3 separate regions of the Mus musculus genome follow, and regions 2 and 3 are each linked to region 1. Evidence: chromatin contacts called from public Hi-C and promoter capture Hi-C data. All regions are on one chromosome and are shown on one strand. Each heading gives the region's core, a stretch centred on a gene start, on an enhancer-like site or on the middle of the called end of the contact. The rest is flanking DNA. Distances are from core to core; before and after follow the strand shown. Region 1 holds the start of Eif2d (eukaryotic translation initiation factor 2D). Region 2 holds the start of Slc41a1 (solute carrier family 41, member 1). Region 3 overlaps Gm16083 (a long non-coding RNA gene).

What was found. Promoter capture Hi-C pulls out the DNA fragments that hold promoters and counts their contacts. A called contact is a pair of places that touch in the nucleus more often than the background predicts.
Region 2: a Hi-C map of B cells shows a contact between it and region 1, with 10 read pairs. The contact joins the promoter of Slc41a1 here to the promoter of Eif2d in region 1. A contact is called at or near these places in 1 of 484 Hi-C or Micro-C datasets (B cells) and 2 of 115 datasets of contacts at active chromatin or transcription factors (both in embryonic stem cells).
Region 3: a contact with region 1 is called in a promoter capture Hi-C map of pre-B cells, with 10 times the contacts expected there. The contact joins the enhancer-like site here to the promoter of Eif2d in region 1. A contact is called at or near these places in 6 of 39 promoter capture datasets (the 3T3-L1 cell line, the C10 cell line, hippocampal neurons and 3 more), 4 of 484 Hi-C or Micro-C datasets (cerebellar granule neurons, cortical neurons and palatal mesenchyme) and 2 of 115 datasets of contacts at active chromatin or transcription factors (embryonic stem cells and large pre-B cells).

Annotation. Positions count from the first base shown.
Region 1 is chr1:131,150,604-131,155,563 of GRCm38.p6, reverse strand. Eif2d (eukaryotic translation initiation factor 2D) reads right to left here and starts at 2,357. Exons shown (of 15, transcript NM_001136070.1): 1 at 2,139-2,357; 2 at 1,145-1,335; 3 at 313-396. The coding sequence starts at 2,194.
Region 2 is chr1:131,825,840-131,830,799 of GRCm38.p6, reverse strand. Slc41a1 (solute carrier family 41, member 1) reads right to left here and starts at 2,788. Exons shown (of 11, transcript NM_173865.3): 1 at 2,407-2,788; 2 at 1-789. The coding sequence starts at 178.
Region 3 is chr1:130,548,528-130,553,487 of GRCm38.p6, reverse strand. All of the region lies in intron 2 of Gm16083 (a long non-coding RNA gene), which reads right to left. It also overlaps a transcript of Zp3r not described here. Among named protein-coding and RNA genes, the nearest start is that of Gm16083, 36 kb to the right of the region's middle. Within about 2 kb of position 2,502, at least 58 of the 459 cell types and tissues checked have an H3K27ac peak or open chromatin away from gene starts, as enhancers often do.

The sequences.
Region 1 (4,960 bases), core at 1,108-3,607:
TCAATTACATTATTCATGGTGAACATGGCAACTTGAGAATCAACCCTCCATTTCAGGTCTCACAAATGAGAGACCAAGTTCTACGTGCTAAAGTTCCTGAATGATTTAAAGTCCAGCACGGGGCAGATCACAAACTGAGAATCAGAGATGTCCAGGAAACTCAGAAACATTGGAAGAATAACACAAAGACATACACACCAGAAGTGGATACAGTTTTACATAAAAACACAAGAAATGAGTAGCCTTATAAGGTGGCAGATAATTACTGAAGAGATTTCAAGCAATAACTGGAATATAGAAAAGTTCTCTTACCTGCTCCCCCGACCAGTTTTTCCAATACCAGAGGCCATGTTATAAAAGTTGGTAGAATATCCGGATAGGCCCACAGTGTGTACACTGTACCAAGAGACCCAGGAAATACTTATTAACAAACACTCTCTGCTGGAGATCTAGAAATGCCAAGCACTGTGCTCACTTTAACTAGAATTCAGAAAGAAAAATAAAACATGTCGGGCAGTGGTGGGGCACACCTTTAATCCCAGCACTTGGGAGGCAGAGGCAGGCGGATTTCTCAGTTTGAGGCCAGCCTGGTCTACAGAGTGAGTTCCAGGACAGCCAAGACTACACAGAGAAACCCTGTCTTAAAAAAAGAGAGAGAGAGAGACTCTAACTAGGAAAACCCACTATGAAGCAGCTCAGGGGAAGTGTGTGACTGACACAGCTTAGTCCTGAGCGTACATTTTCTCCACTGTGTTAAGAAAAAGCCTTTTACAGATGGTTTACGCCATATTTTCTTTACATGCTCTAAAATTCCACCTTTGGCAACACTTCAGCACTCTTCCCAATACCCCCAGCTCCTTTCTCTCAGAACTTTGCACTGCCATTTTTCCATGTGTTTTGGGTTTTTTTTGGGGGGGGGGCCGGGGGTTTCGTTTGTTTCTTATCCCTCTTACGGTGAAAAGGTCAATTCTGGAAACACTAGGTCCCAGAAGATCCTTAGGAATAGTATTGGGAAATTCTGTGTTTATTTCATTTGAAAAGGTATGTTTATGGGGGAAAACAAAAACAAATATCACACCAAATCAACAGAGAATAACGTGTTTCACCAGGGCTGCAGTCTGGGCATTTCATCTGGTTACCATACCTGTTGGATACAAATTTTTCTCCAGTTCAAATAGGATGGGGTTACCACCACTCGTGTACACAGTCACCGAATCCCCTTTGTGAACATACAACTTCACAACATTTAGCTCTTCCTTTCCAGGTATCAATTCAGAGATCTGATCTGTTCCCAGGGCAGGGAAAGCAGCTGTCACATCGGCCCGGAGCTTTCTCCTGCAGAAAGCACACCAGCACGATGCACATTAATAAATACAGACATTCAGAATGACTATACAAATCATAAAGACTGAAGAAAGACTGCCTGGTTCGTGATGCCCCCTTCTCAGCTTTTCCAAATCCTATTATCTGTCTTATTCATTATTCTCAAGACCTCCTGGGCATATTATTCCATCGGAACACCTATTTTCACTAAGCAACCAAAGTTAGTCTTTAGAAAGTCATTGGAAACACAGATGACCTCACATGCTGTCCCCACTCCTGTCTTAGACTGGTTGGCAATCTGTCAACCTCTCATTAAAAGGCTACTATGGCACCAAGAATGATACCTAAAGAAAGCTGGCTCCAAAATCCCTGCGGAGCTATCCGTGTCTACGACACTGACTTAAAAAGGAGAGTTAACATCTCTCCTTACCACAGCTTTCTTAGGCTCTGCCACCTCAGGGCACGGACCTCTCCGACACCAGTCTCTCCGGCCAGGAATAATCGTTTAGGCGTTTCCCCCCCCCCCCCTATACTTTTAGTTTTGGTACACCATCTGAGTTCTCCCATGGACTCTAAACTCCATGGAGGACTTATATTCCCTCATTTTACATCTCCCACAAAACCTAGCTTGAGCCCAGTACACGCTAACTCAACTTTATTGTCCAAAAGACCAGCTGGAAGATAAAAAGAGACACCCCCACACCTTATCCTCAAAAATGTTTCTAACACCCCTGCTTGGCTCCCTGGGGTCTCTATGTGCAGCCCTACAAGTGTAGGAGCCTCGCTAGGCTAAGCAAAAGTATTCTCTCCCTCACCTGTCCGAGCCCTTGATGGCTGTGTTGGACTTGACCCGAAAGGCCTTAGCGAACATGTCTGCTGGAGTAGCTCAGGAAAGACAAGAAGAGCACAGACGCCAGGGGCGGTCAACAAAACGAAGGAGTGGCGGCTCCCGGACCCTCAACCCTGGAGGCAGCCATGCTGAGACTCGGCGCCAAAAAACAGCCTGCTAGGAACCCGGCCCTAGCCCTGATGCTGGCCCGGAACTGACGCAGCGCCAGGTGGGGAGGGGCGGGACAGACTCCGGAACTTCCGCTCCCGCTCTTCCACTTGGAACCGGGTGTACCTAGGAGCCTGCGGGTCTGTAGTTAGGGACGCCAGTTGTGCAAACAACGTCTTAGTTCTATTCTTTCTGCTCCATCCGCTTTAGATACGGCGTTGAGAAGAAACTGCCTGATTGCAGTCTATTCGACATGCGTCAAGTCCACAAAATGAACTGAGTTCATATTTTATTTTTTGAATTCATATATTATTAAACTTGCAGGTTTCATTGAATGCTGGTTCGCCCTCTTTTTAAAAATGCTTTTAAATGCTTAAAGGCTTTTATTTATCCATATCTTTATATGGTATTACAAACTAAAGGCTTCAGCTAGGATTTTTTTTTTTTTCCTCCTTGACGTTTAATTTGCACGCTGTAATAATAGCAGCAACAAGGAATACACTCCACCCTGGATTCGGTTTTGCCCAGGCTACTAGTAACAAAGTTCAATAACAAAGATGGGGCTTCCCTCAGAGAAACAACTGTGTACTCTACGGACAAGGATTTAAACTTAGGTTTAAATTAAACTTAAACCTAGGTTGCTTATGTTCTATTAAACTAGCGTTTGCATATCAGCTCTTCGGAGCAGAGTGCCCTTTCACTAACCGTAACCATTATCATAGTCGTCGTCATCATCATCATCATCCTAGTTGCTAAACTAATTTCACATTGATTGTCCAAAGTGCCTGGCAATCTCTACCTGTCATATACTAGGGCCTAGTTGCTAGCCTCAACTTCTACACCTCTGAGCCTCCAGACTTTTATTAGAAGCACCTCACCCCAAACCAAAGGCAGAGGAGCCTAGAGGAAAGCATTACCTGCAGACTCCTGTTCCTTGGACTGCTATGAAGTCACATTTAGGATATGTACCACCGAGTGTTTGTGGTCTGGAGAACTGAAGAAAATTTTAGGGGAATACTAGACATTTCAAACTGGGGAAACTATTGTAGATCCGAAGATGTCGATTGCCTTCCTAGAAATTAATGGCCAATAAGTAGGAGCCAAGATTCAGAGACATAGGCACTGCCACACCCAGTCTCTCCTAATCAAGAGCATAAATCCATACATGCTGGTTAGTTCTTTTGTGGAATTGACAAAAGCTAGAGTCATCTGAGGAGTGGGAGCCTCAGTGGAGACAATGCCTCCGTGGGAGACTGAGCTGTAGGCAAGTCTGTAGGGCATTTTGACTAAGGATTGGTGTAGAAAGGTCTAGCCCATTGTGGGTGGTGCCATCCCTGGGCAGGTGGTCCTAAGTTGTGTTAGAAAGCCAGCTGATCAAGCCAGTATGCAGCAGTTCCCCTATGGTTTCTGCTGCATTTCCTACCCTAACCTCCCTCAGTGTTGGACCTCTTACTGGAATGTATAAGCCAAATAAGCCCTTACCTCCTGGCTTAGGGTTTCTATTCCTGCACAAAAAGCATGACCAAGAAGCAAGTTGGGGAGGAAAGGGTTTATTCATCTTATACTTCCACATTGCTGTTTATCATCAAAGGAAGTCAGGACTGGAAGTCAAGCAGGTCAGGAAGCAGGAAATGACACAGAAGCCATGGAGGGATGTTACTGGCTTGCTTCCCCTGGCTTGCTCAGCAGACTCTCTTATAGAACCCAAGACTACCAGCCCAGGGATGGCACCACCCACAAGTGGCCCTCCCACCTTGATCACTCATTGAGAAAATAACTTATAGCTGGATCTCATGGAGGCATTTCCTCAAGGGAGGCTCCTTTCTCTGTGATAACTACAGCTGTGTCAAGTTGACACAAAACTAGCCAGTACACCTCCCCAAAGGTGATTTTAGTCAGTGTTTTATTGCAGGAACACAAAGTAACTAATTCATCCCACATTTTCTGCCTGCATCATGAGTTGCCTTCTGCCTATGAGGACTCTCATGCTGGAGAGCTGGCTGAAAACAAGCCAGCAACCAGCATCCCTTAACAACTCCAGTGTTCCTCAAAGGGTTCTCAGATTATCATCTCCTCTTGGCCAAAATTTCAGAATTGCAGAGCAAGGTGAAGGAAAACTCTGTGTGTGTGTGTGTGTGGTGTGTGTGTGTATGTGTGTGTGTGTGTGTGTGTGTGTGGTGTGTGTGTGTGTGTGTGTGTTATCTAGAGCCTTTCATATGGTAGGTGAGTACTTTACCATTGAGCTATATCCAGCTGTTTATTGTATGTATGTATGTTGTAGTGGCTATTTCTGGTTGTCAACTTGACTATATTGGAATGAATTACAATCCAGAATTGGAAGGCTCACCAGTGACCCTTATCTGGAGGCTTGGAGATCCTTATGTGGATCTTGGTATGGAGATCTTGAGCCATAGTGGCTATGGATTCCAGAAGATTGAATCTCGGAGTTTAAGGAACACACCTTTAATCTGGGCTACACCTTTCATCTGGAATTAAAGGTGTGGTGGAACACACCTTTAATCTGGGCTACACCTTCTGCTGGAGACAATATAAGGACATTGGAAGAAGGGAGTCTAGCTCTTGCTCCTTCGCCTGCTTGCTCCGTGAGCCTGAGTAACTGCTAGATCCTTGGACTTCCAT
Region 2 (4,960 bases), core at 1,539-4,038, 670 kb before region 1:
GAATTCCCTTGGCGTTAGCTCGGGACTCAATCACTACCACCTCCACCCCATCAGGCCCCAGGAACTCTGAGGTCCCAGCCAAGGGCTCTCGCCCAGGGCCATCCGAAGAACAGGGAGAAGGAGTAGGGCCAGTACCATTCGGCTGGTGGATGTCCTTTGGCTCTGGCTTAGAGGACATGACAGGCAGGGAGGAGAGGAGGGGAGAATTTATTTATTTTTCTTTCTCTCTTCGACTCTGACTTGGGAAAGAACTTAGTCTTGGGGTGAACCCAGGCTTGATTGCCGCAAGACCTCTTCCCACGGCTCTCCACTCCTACCGGGCACTGTAAAAACTGATCTACCAAAAGACAGCCCCATCAAGCAATGCAGCCTGGAGCTGGAAGGAAACAAAGTCCTCACCAGATGCAGCAGCTGCCTCTATGGGTAGTGGGTGCCTGCTCCCAGCAGCTCTGTGTTGTGCCAGGGGCAATCTTTGGTTCTCAGTGGCCAGCTCCTCAGAGCAGGAGCAGAAGAGCTCAACCTGAGTCTGGAGTGCCTGATGCTGCAGCCCTCTCTTGGGAAAAGCTGAATGAGTTCAGATCGTTGAGAACGAAGCCTCAATCTGAGGCCAGGGTTTCTTCTCACTCCTGCTGGGTGGCTTCAGCTTCTCACAGCACCGTGGCTGGGCTCAGCTGGTCCCAGTGTCTGCTATCTTTCCTCTCTCTCCCAGAGATGTCTTCCCTTCTTGAGAGGATCTTGTACTTTCTCAGTTGCCTGGTCCTTAAAGTCACAAGAATTGGTGTGGAACACCTTACGTTGGGAGGAAGGACAAAAAGAAGAGGGGGGGGGGGGAGAATGAATGTTGGTACATAGCAAAAACCAGTTCCTACTAGGATGATCTGCAGAGCATGTGGTGTTACAGGGGTGGCTATTAGCTGTTCTTTTCCTGCTAGAATTACACTGTCCTGCCCCACTTCATGTCGAGATGCAGTGAGTTCTATTCCCAGCAGATTCCCAGCCAGCAAACCACCACCCAAAAGGAGGATGCTTCATAGGAGACCTTGGCATTGCCTCCTGAGCAACCTGGGGTGGGCAGGGATGTGATTAGTTGTTTTCTCGGATCTTGATAAGAACTCAGTATTACTTAAGTATAGTCCCTTATCAGTAAAGTTACAGATTCAGATGCAAACTCCCTACGCATTCACTCTTCTTGAGTGACTTATTACAAGACAGCAACAGCAAGACAGGGCAAACAGAGAGGCTGGTCATTGAGGGGAGCATCCCTAGACCTCTAATTGTCCTAGCCCCCTGCTGGGATGGGAGAGGAAGCCAGGAGAACTCCCCAGGCAACCGGGGCAGGGCAAGCCGGCCAAGACCAAGGCCAAGAACCAGAGGCCTCCTTCTTACTCTTGCCCTTGAAAGTCGAGTGTTACAGAAACCACAGGCTAAACCCTGGTCCAGGCTGCATTTACACTTCTCTCTATGCTAGATCCTGTGAGCCTGTCAGATAGGACCCGGCAGTTAACTAGATTGAAGAGACAGAGGGTGAAGCTACTGTTTATTCCTACATTTTTGGTTGCCTGGCCTTCCCCCTTTCCTCTCGGGTTACTGACAGCCAGACATGGTGTAACTCTTAAAAACAAAAATATCATCGGTAAAAGGTGTAGAAAGAGGAAAGAAAAACAAAGTCAGGCAAATCCAAGTGTCACAAGCTAATATGCATTTACTCCCAAATCATGTCTGTCTTTGCCTGCCCTGCTTTTCTTAGCTTAAAGGAATCCCCACGAATTGCCACCAACTTGTTGCATTTCACCAGCATGGCTCTCAATAGTAAAAAAAAAAAAAAAAAAAAATCCAGAGGGTTTTGCAGGTATGATGAACAGGCTGTTAGTATTCCAAACACTCACAATTAGTCAACTCCAGTTTGGTTAAGGCAGAATCAAACTCTAGGGCCCAAGTTATGAGTCTTCCACTAACTCGGTCACCAGCCAAGCCACCTTAACACAGCACCGTTGTTTTCAAAGATCCTCACTAGTCAGCCAAGAGGAAACACTCAGTCTGAGTCCACCGCCCCCGAGCCAGCAAAGTTTCTGAGTTCCTTCGCTAAAACCTGACTGCCCCCTCCCTCCCGTCTTTCTGGCAGGCCACTTTGACCTGGAAGGGGGCTAGCAAGGGGAGCAGGCCAGTCTCTCAACTACATCAGCAGTAAAGCCACTACCGATGGGCCTCAGGCTCTAGGAAGCCGCGTCTCCTTTCCAAGCGGGGATGGACAAAAAAGCCCGGTTTAGGTATCCCCAACTACAGGGGTGGGGAGGAGGAGTGCCTAGTTGATTTCCGCCGACTCCCGGCAACTCAAGACTGCAAAAGCACTGCGTCCTGGAGTCCCCCGCCCTCGTCTCCCTCCCTCCCAGACCCAACAACACTGACCTGCGCCTTGCTGGGGAGAAAGGGCGCCTGGAGAGTGGTAGCAGGGGCCCGCGGAATTGGGGGATGTAGGGTACCCCCTCTTCTCATCACTCCTCCCCCTCAGCCGTCCTCCTCGAGCCCCCGCGTGTTCCCCGCTACACCCCCAGGCAAGGCGAGCGTCCAACCGCGACACCCGGCTCGCTACATTTCGCTTCTGCCTTCCTGTGAGGCCGCCGCTCCGATTCCACGAGGGGAGGTGGCCTGGTGGGGGGCGATCAGGATATTCCGCCTCGGGCTGGTGTGGACCGGACTGGGCCTGAGATGCCGAGCTCGCTCGTCCCCAATCGCCTCTTGCCCGCGGACTTGGACAAGAGTGTTTGGCTGTGGGTGGCAAACGTGATCTGGGGCAGAGCGGGTGGTAACCCCCCTCCATCAAGAATAGAGTCAGGATGGACAACTGCATCAGCCAATCAGAGCAGGAAAAGGGGCGGGCCCCGCCCAGGCCCCGCCCATTTCCCCGGCGTTTCTTGAGCTGGGGGCGGGGTGAGGGGGAAAACGCAGCAGAGTGACGGGAACTCAGAATTGGAGGGTGTTGTGGGCTCGCGGTGCTCAAGCGCGGGCGGGTGCTGCGCTCCTGAGTTCCCACGGCCTCTCAAGGCGAGCGTTCTGCTACGCATGTACTCCTGAATCTTGACTATCTCTAGTGAGCCTCTGGGCCTTCCAGAAGACCCGAAACCACCCCTTTGAGCCGGCCAGCTGGCGATCGCCCGGGCCGCAGCAGCCATCGCGTGTTCCTTCTCCACGCCCAGTCCCTACCTTCTTCCTGGGCACAGTTCCTATTCATCAGGCTCCTCATCTCTCCTTCCAGGTTCCTTGTTCCTCTGGGCGACTGACCGAACCTTAATCTGCCTTAATAAAGTTCCAGCCTTGATAGGGGTGGGGATGGGCAGACTGGAGGGAAAATTTGGTAGACTCATGGCTGGGGCTACACACACCAATGAGGTAAGGGCGGAGGGGAGCGGGGGTTTCCTTTGACCCAATCGTGGCCCCGTGGGAGAGAAGTCTCCATCCCGGGCGAAATGAACGCCAACTTTCCCTGACGCACCTTGTGGAATCAAAGTGTTTTCATCCTCGCTTTTGCCACTTCCTCCCTGGGGTGTCTTCACTTCATCAATCCAAAATCAGTACCAGTTAGTTCTCTTTGGGTTGTTTTTGTGAAGGGGATGTGACCTCCCTATAAAGGAACTCCCATTTCCAGCCTTTCCCCCTTCATCGGTAGAGTCTATAACCAGAGGTTCCTTTCCTGTCACCTTCTTCCCTAGAAATGTTCCTTGGGGCAACTGAGCATTTTTCTAGACCATAGAGCCTATGACCAGAGGTTCCTTTCCTGTCACTTTCTTCCCTAGAAAGGTTCCTTGGGGCAATTGAGCATTTCTCTAGACCGTTGAATAAGGATAGGATGTATATAGGAGAGAAAAAGAGTGCTGGCTACTGAGCACACATGCTCAACAGCAACTGGAGAGGGCCATTCCTTTGGACAATGATAACAAATGTAGCCACAAAAACCTGTCCCCACCTGCTAATCCAGCAACCCCGGGCTCAGCTCCGCTGCTAGGATATCAAAGGTCTATATTTTTTAAGGGCCCAGCAAATGTCACTGTAGTTGAACTCCAATTTTGGTTTCACAGCCAAGTCTATGTTTGGATATGGAAGTTACTCCTAGATTGGGCAACACTAGGTCTTCGCCAGAAGGACCAGTTTTTGTGCACAATGAGTATAGATTGAGAGGAAAACTAAGACTGATTATATGGCTGCCTGAGTGTTGGCAGTCTTAGCCCTTGGGAGACAGAAGCAGGAGACTCTACAAATATGAGGTCGTCTGGGTCTACCAAGAGACAGTGCCTCATAGTTAGAGTTATACAGTTGAGACTCTGCCTCAAGGCCAAAAACTTTCATCCAATAGCAACTTAAAAACAAAATCTTTGTCCTTCTCTTATTTCCACCCCCATACTCTTTATCTACTTGAAAAGTTTTTCTTTTTAGTCGAAGTAAACTGAACATATGGGAAAGTGCGTAAAACCTAGAGTATGGACCACCAAATTATGGTACAGGGAACAGGCTGATGAAACCACCACCAAAAGGAAGAATTCAGTCATTACTGCCACCCCAGAAGCTCCCTTGGTCACTCTCTCACCCTCTTCCCTAGGGTGGCCTCTGTCTGACACTGTTCATTTTGTCTGTGAGCGCTTGGACTTTCTATAACAGAACCTCTCAGGAGGCACTACTATTCTGTGCTTAGTTTCTCTTACTCATACATCACACATGGTACCATTTGTTTTTTGTTTGTTTGTTTTGTTTTTCTTTTCCAGAGATGAGGACCGAACCCAGGGCCTTGCGCTTGCTAGGCAAGCGCTCTACCACTGAGCTAAATCCCCAACCCCAGTACCATTTGTTAATTCACCTTCATTGCAGCGTGATGTCACTAAGCGAGCACAGGGCAATTTGCATCCGTTGATGCAGATTTCAGTTGTTTCCAGGTATTGTTATTTTATGAATCTGCCATGGCATCTTTTTG
Region 3 (4,960 bases), core at 1,253-3,752, 600 kb after region 1:
CCCCCACCTGCAGAAGCGGCCTATGTGTCCACTCCATTCAAGATGGCTGGTCACCTTTTCTCCATCATAAGCATGGTAAACTCTCCTCTCCTCTCCTTGCATCTATCTCCTGACTCTAGGAAACTAAAAGTCCTGCCTAGCCCTTTCACCCAACAATTGGCCCATGGCTTCTTTACTGACAGATCAAGAACCAATTGAGGAACAGGACCTTAGCATCATAACCATTCTTACACACTCTTTTTTTTTTTTTATTAAGACTTGCTTTGAGGCCTAGAATGTGGTCTGTTTTAAGGACAAGAATAATGTATATTCCTTTTCTATTGAATAAAATATTATCTGCAATATGTTTAAATTTGATTTATTAGATAATTTGTATCTTGGGTTTCTTTGTTGCATTTAGTTTGGATAACACATATAGAGTTAAGAACTAGGTATTGAAGTCACCAATTATCATTTTATAGAATTGTAAAGAGAATAAAAGGTTTAACAACGTGATTTAAAAAAACAACAACAAAAAAACCCCTTTAAGCCAAAAATATAAAGTTAAAATCTACAAGCATAGTAGTTTGTTTTGTTTTGTTTTGTTTTTAAAGGGGGAGAGAGTAAAGGTGAAAGAAAAAGAAAAGAAAAAAAGAACAAATTTTTCCCAATAAAGAAAAATGTGTAAGCAAAATTTAGATGAATATATGAAGAAGAATAAAAAGAAAGCAACAGTTTTGTTATACAATAAAGAAAAAATATGACTAAGGGTCTAGAAATCAGACAGATCCCTGCTAAACTAGTAGGGGAAGGGGCTCTGGGAGTAGGGAGACTGACACTCTAACAGTCTACTCACTTTCTGTAGTCTCAGCTTCTCTCCAGGTTGAAAAAGGATGACACCTCAGTATCCTCACTGTCTACTGATACCCTCTACCTGTGTTCTACCTCTCCCTGGGAACAAGAAGCCCACAGCCCCTGTGTCTGTACGTTGCACCCAATCCCACTGATTCAGGGCTCTGAATACACTGGCCCTCCTTGTGAGCTGATATCTGTGTTCCATATTCATTTTCCTCTGGTGCATCAATTAGTATTTATACAAATGGAAATTAATTTTGTTATTTCTCTCATGTTTTGGCCCTCTCAACTCCTTCCCTATTCATTGCGGCTGATATTTGCAAAACTTCCCAAATGAGTGTCATCCGCAAATTAGCAAGTCATATATTTCCCTTTCAAAGCATGAAGAGGATTGGCCATGTCTACCCACCACCTCCCCCCAAAGCACACACCCCTGGGGCTACCTTATTAAAGTACACTTCACATGCACAGGTTGCTAAGCAGGTAGAGGATGGGATGGGGGTGTGGAGAAAAGAGATGGAGGAATCTTGGGGCTATAAGCTCAAGAGGAAGGCAGTGATACAGTGGAGAGGCCTCAATGCTTTCCTAGCAGGTACAAAGATCACAGTCACAGTAGTCTACGCCCAGGCCAACCTCTCTGAGCACTGCAATGTCGTCTCTGAGAAAGACTGGACTGATTCCATACAAAGGACATTGGTAAATAGGCTTTTGGGGAAAATTAGTATGTGGATAGGACAGTGACAGCTTCTCCCTGGCAGCATCTTCACATAAACTCACAGGAGTGAGATCACACCTGCACTTGCTCACAGAATAGGGAGATAGCGCTTTGCACTTAAATACTCAAGATGACTGAGTTGCATCTCCCTGATTCTATTGGGTCTGGACACAAATCCTCATCTAAAATTCTGGGGCTTGAGACTTCCTTCGTTTTTTTTTTTTTTTTTTTTTTTTTTTTGAGCATGTGCTCAGTCACATGGTTACAGTCTGTAACCATCAAGAGTTCAGCAGGCAGCAGCAGGCTGCTGTGGGAGGGGAGGGGAGGGGAGGGGAAGGAGGGGAGGGAGGGCCCAGCACCTCCTGCTAGTCTGGACCAGATTATGTAATCTTACAGTGTTGTGCCTGTGCCTGTTCGGAAGAAGCACCCAACACCTGATTTCTTCCTTTGACTATAAGGGCTTTGGATGGCCATACTTAGTCTGTGGGGTGGCCAGGGTCTTTTGTCCTCTGAAGACTCCAGATTGGAATCCCTGGGGTAGTTGAGGGATAACCCATAAGTGCATCGGGAGCACGAGAGCACGGAAAAATAGCTACAGCACTTGCTCCACACACTGATCTCAGGCTCAGAAAATCAAACCCCAGGGTTACTCTCACTTGGTGAGATCAGCTCCAGGACATTAAGGGCAGTGTTTCTTTCCACAACGTTTTGGCTTCTTAGTATCCGATCCTCCACTCTCCACAACTGTTGGCCAGACCAGTCTCTCACCCTAGGGCTGTGGCAGGTTAAAGGGCCTCCTCTACTGTGAGAGGAAAGGAGGGACTAAATAGGTTACACCAAGATTAATCTGTGAATGAAGCCAGCTTGCCGAGGAAGAGAGACAGGAGTCCTTTCCCTGCTCTGGCATCAAAGCAAGCCCAGGAAATACAAACGGAAGAGGGCAGAGGTGAGTTATAAAAGACCAGTCACCACATGGCCAGGTGCTTCCGGGGGCTTTCCTTAGCTCACTGTTCTATTTCCAGGCCTGGGAGTGCCCTTCCTATTCTTAAGAAGCTATTTCTATCCCGCGTCTAACTTAAAAGGCGTGACCTTCCTTCATCACCTCCTGGTGGCTGCCAGGATTTCACCGGATCTTGACTGTTTTCTCTTTAAACCCTAGTTGTCCTGGAGATTCCCTTTAAGTCTGTTTCCCAATTGTTTTTATTGAGGCTAAGCACACCCAAAAAGAGACTCAGCTTCCGCAGTGACCTGCAGTCTGTGCTCGCGCTTGCTCAGTGTTTTCTTTCCGTTTCAATGCTGTGTTTCTTCAGCTTCTTCTCTGCTCCCGATTCCTGGAATTCTTTCTTCAGCTTGTTCTGGATGCTGACTTCCACTGCTTTAACTCTGATTCATTCCATTGTCCAAGCTTCCTGCCTGCTTTGTTTCAACCTCAGCTTCTTCTGCTGCAGCGCTCCTCCTTGCTGACCTTCGAAGTCCGGTTCTGATTCCTTTTCCAGTTTGCGGACTTCCCCTCTGTGCCATTGGCTTTCCTATGAGGTCCTCGGGTGAGCGCATAGGCTTGCTTGTATCATTGCTGTTCACTGAACCAGTGAGCACCTTGCCTGGTGTCGTAGGACTCAATGCTCACCAATGGGAAACACAAGCTATGGCCTTTTCTCATTATGTGGGCTAATAGCACCTTCCTGCATGATGAAAGCTAAGGGCAGAAAAGAGTTTTCCAGGCTGTTCCCACCTGTTTCTCTCTGTCCTGCAACCAAACTGTGTTTGAAGAAGAAAGTGAGCCACCTCAAGGGCACCAACATCAAGCTACACAACATAGAGAAAGACACTGATGTTCACTGATAGCCACGAAAAGTGACAAAACTAATGTGCCAGAACACAATGAAGTTAAAAATTGTTTAAAGGGGGCTGGAGATGGCTCAGCGGTAAAGAGCATGCGCTGATCTTGCAGAGAACCCTGAAGGGACCCTGGCCAGCACGGCTCTGGCAGGCCTTGCCCTTCTCCCCTGTTCCCTCTGCCTTGCTAAAAACGGATAGATTACAGTCATAGCCACCAAGTTCTGTTTCCTTATTTGGCCACTTCCTCCTCCTGAGGCTGGAGGTCCAGCTATCAAAGAATTGAAGTCCACAGTCAAAAGCCCCCTTTGGCTCTCCTAATTAATGTGCCCAATAAAATATACCACATCCGCTCCATTAGTAGCCCATTCTAACACAGCCCTGCCCTTTTTGTTTTCTTTTTGTTTGTTTGCTTGCTTGTTTTTTTTTGTTTGTTTGGGGTTTGTTTGTTTGTTTGTTTGTTTGTTTCCAGACAGGGTTTCTCTGTATAGCCCTGGCTGTCCTGGAACTCACTTTGTAAACCAGGCTGGCCTTGAACTCAGAAATCCGACTGCCTCTGCCTCCTGATTGCTGGGATACGCCTGCAGGTCTTTTGTTGCTGCTTTTCTGCCTGAGTCAGAAAGCAGCCACTTTAACCCTCCCAGCGCCCCACCCCCCAACACTTAATAAAGGACTTCTCTGTGAAAACACAGGTGTTTGTGGTTTGTTTCTAATCCTGAGAAAGGGGAACCCCCTGCTGTGCATGGCCGATCTCCTAACCGATCCAGGTTCCCTTCCCAGCCCCTGGTGTCAGGTGGTTCCTAACTGCCAGTAACCCCAGCTTCAGGGATATGCGATGCTCTGGTCTCCACTTACTGTACACACGCCCACCAACCTACCTACCCACACCTATATATGAATAACTGACAACAAATCCAAATTCTTATTTTGAAATAGGAATTCAATGAAATGAGGGAAGAAGGAAAGGGAACAGTAAAGAAAACAGATGAAATACAAGGAAAAAAGAAGAGAGCAAAGTTTTGGAAAGAGAAAGCAGAAAGTTTCAAAATATTTTTAAAAACGAAAGACAAAAACAATAACTAGATTGTTTTAGTGCAAAATTAAGACAATTAAAAAAAAACACAAGACAGAGAAAGAAAGAAAGAAAGAAAGAAAGAAAGAAAGGAGAGAAAAGAAAAAAGAAAAGAAAAGAAGAGAAAGGAAGGAAGAAAGGATGGGCTGGAGAGATTGCTCAGCGGTTAAGAACATTGACTGCTCTTCCAGAGATCCTGAGTTCAATTCCCAGCAACCACATGGTGGCTAACAACCATCTGTGATGAGATTGGATGACCTCTTCTGGTGTGTCTGAAGACAGCTACAGTGAGTGTACTTATATATAATAAATATATAAATCGAGAGAGAGAGAGAGAGAGAGAGAGAGAGAGAGAGAGAGAGAGAAGAAAGAAAGAAAGAAAGAAAGAAAGAAAGAAAGAAAGAAAGAAAGAAAGAAAGAAAGAAAGAAAGAAAGAAAGAAAATCCAGTAAGGTAACTTCAAAAAGTTACAAAAGTATAGTAGAGACTAAAAGTGGAAACCAG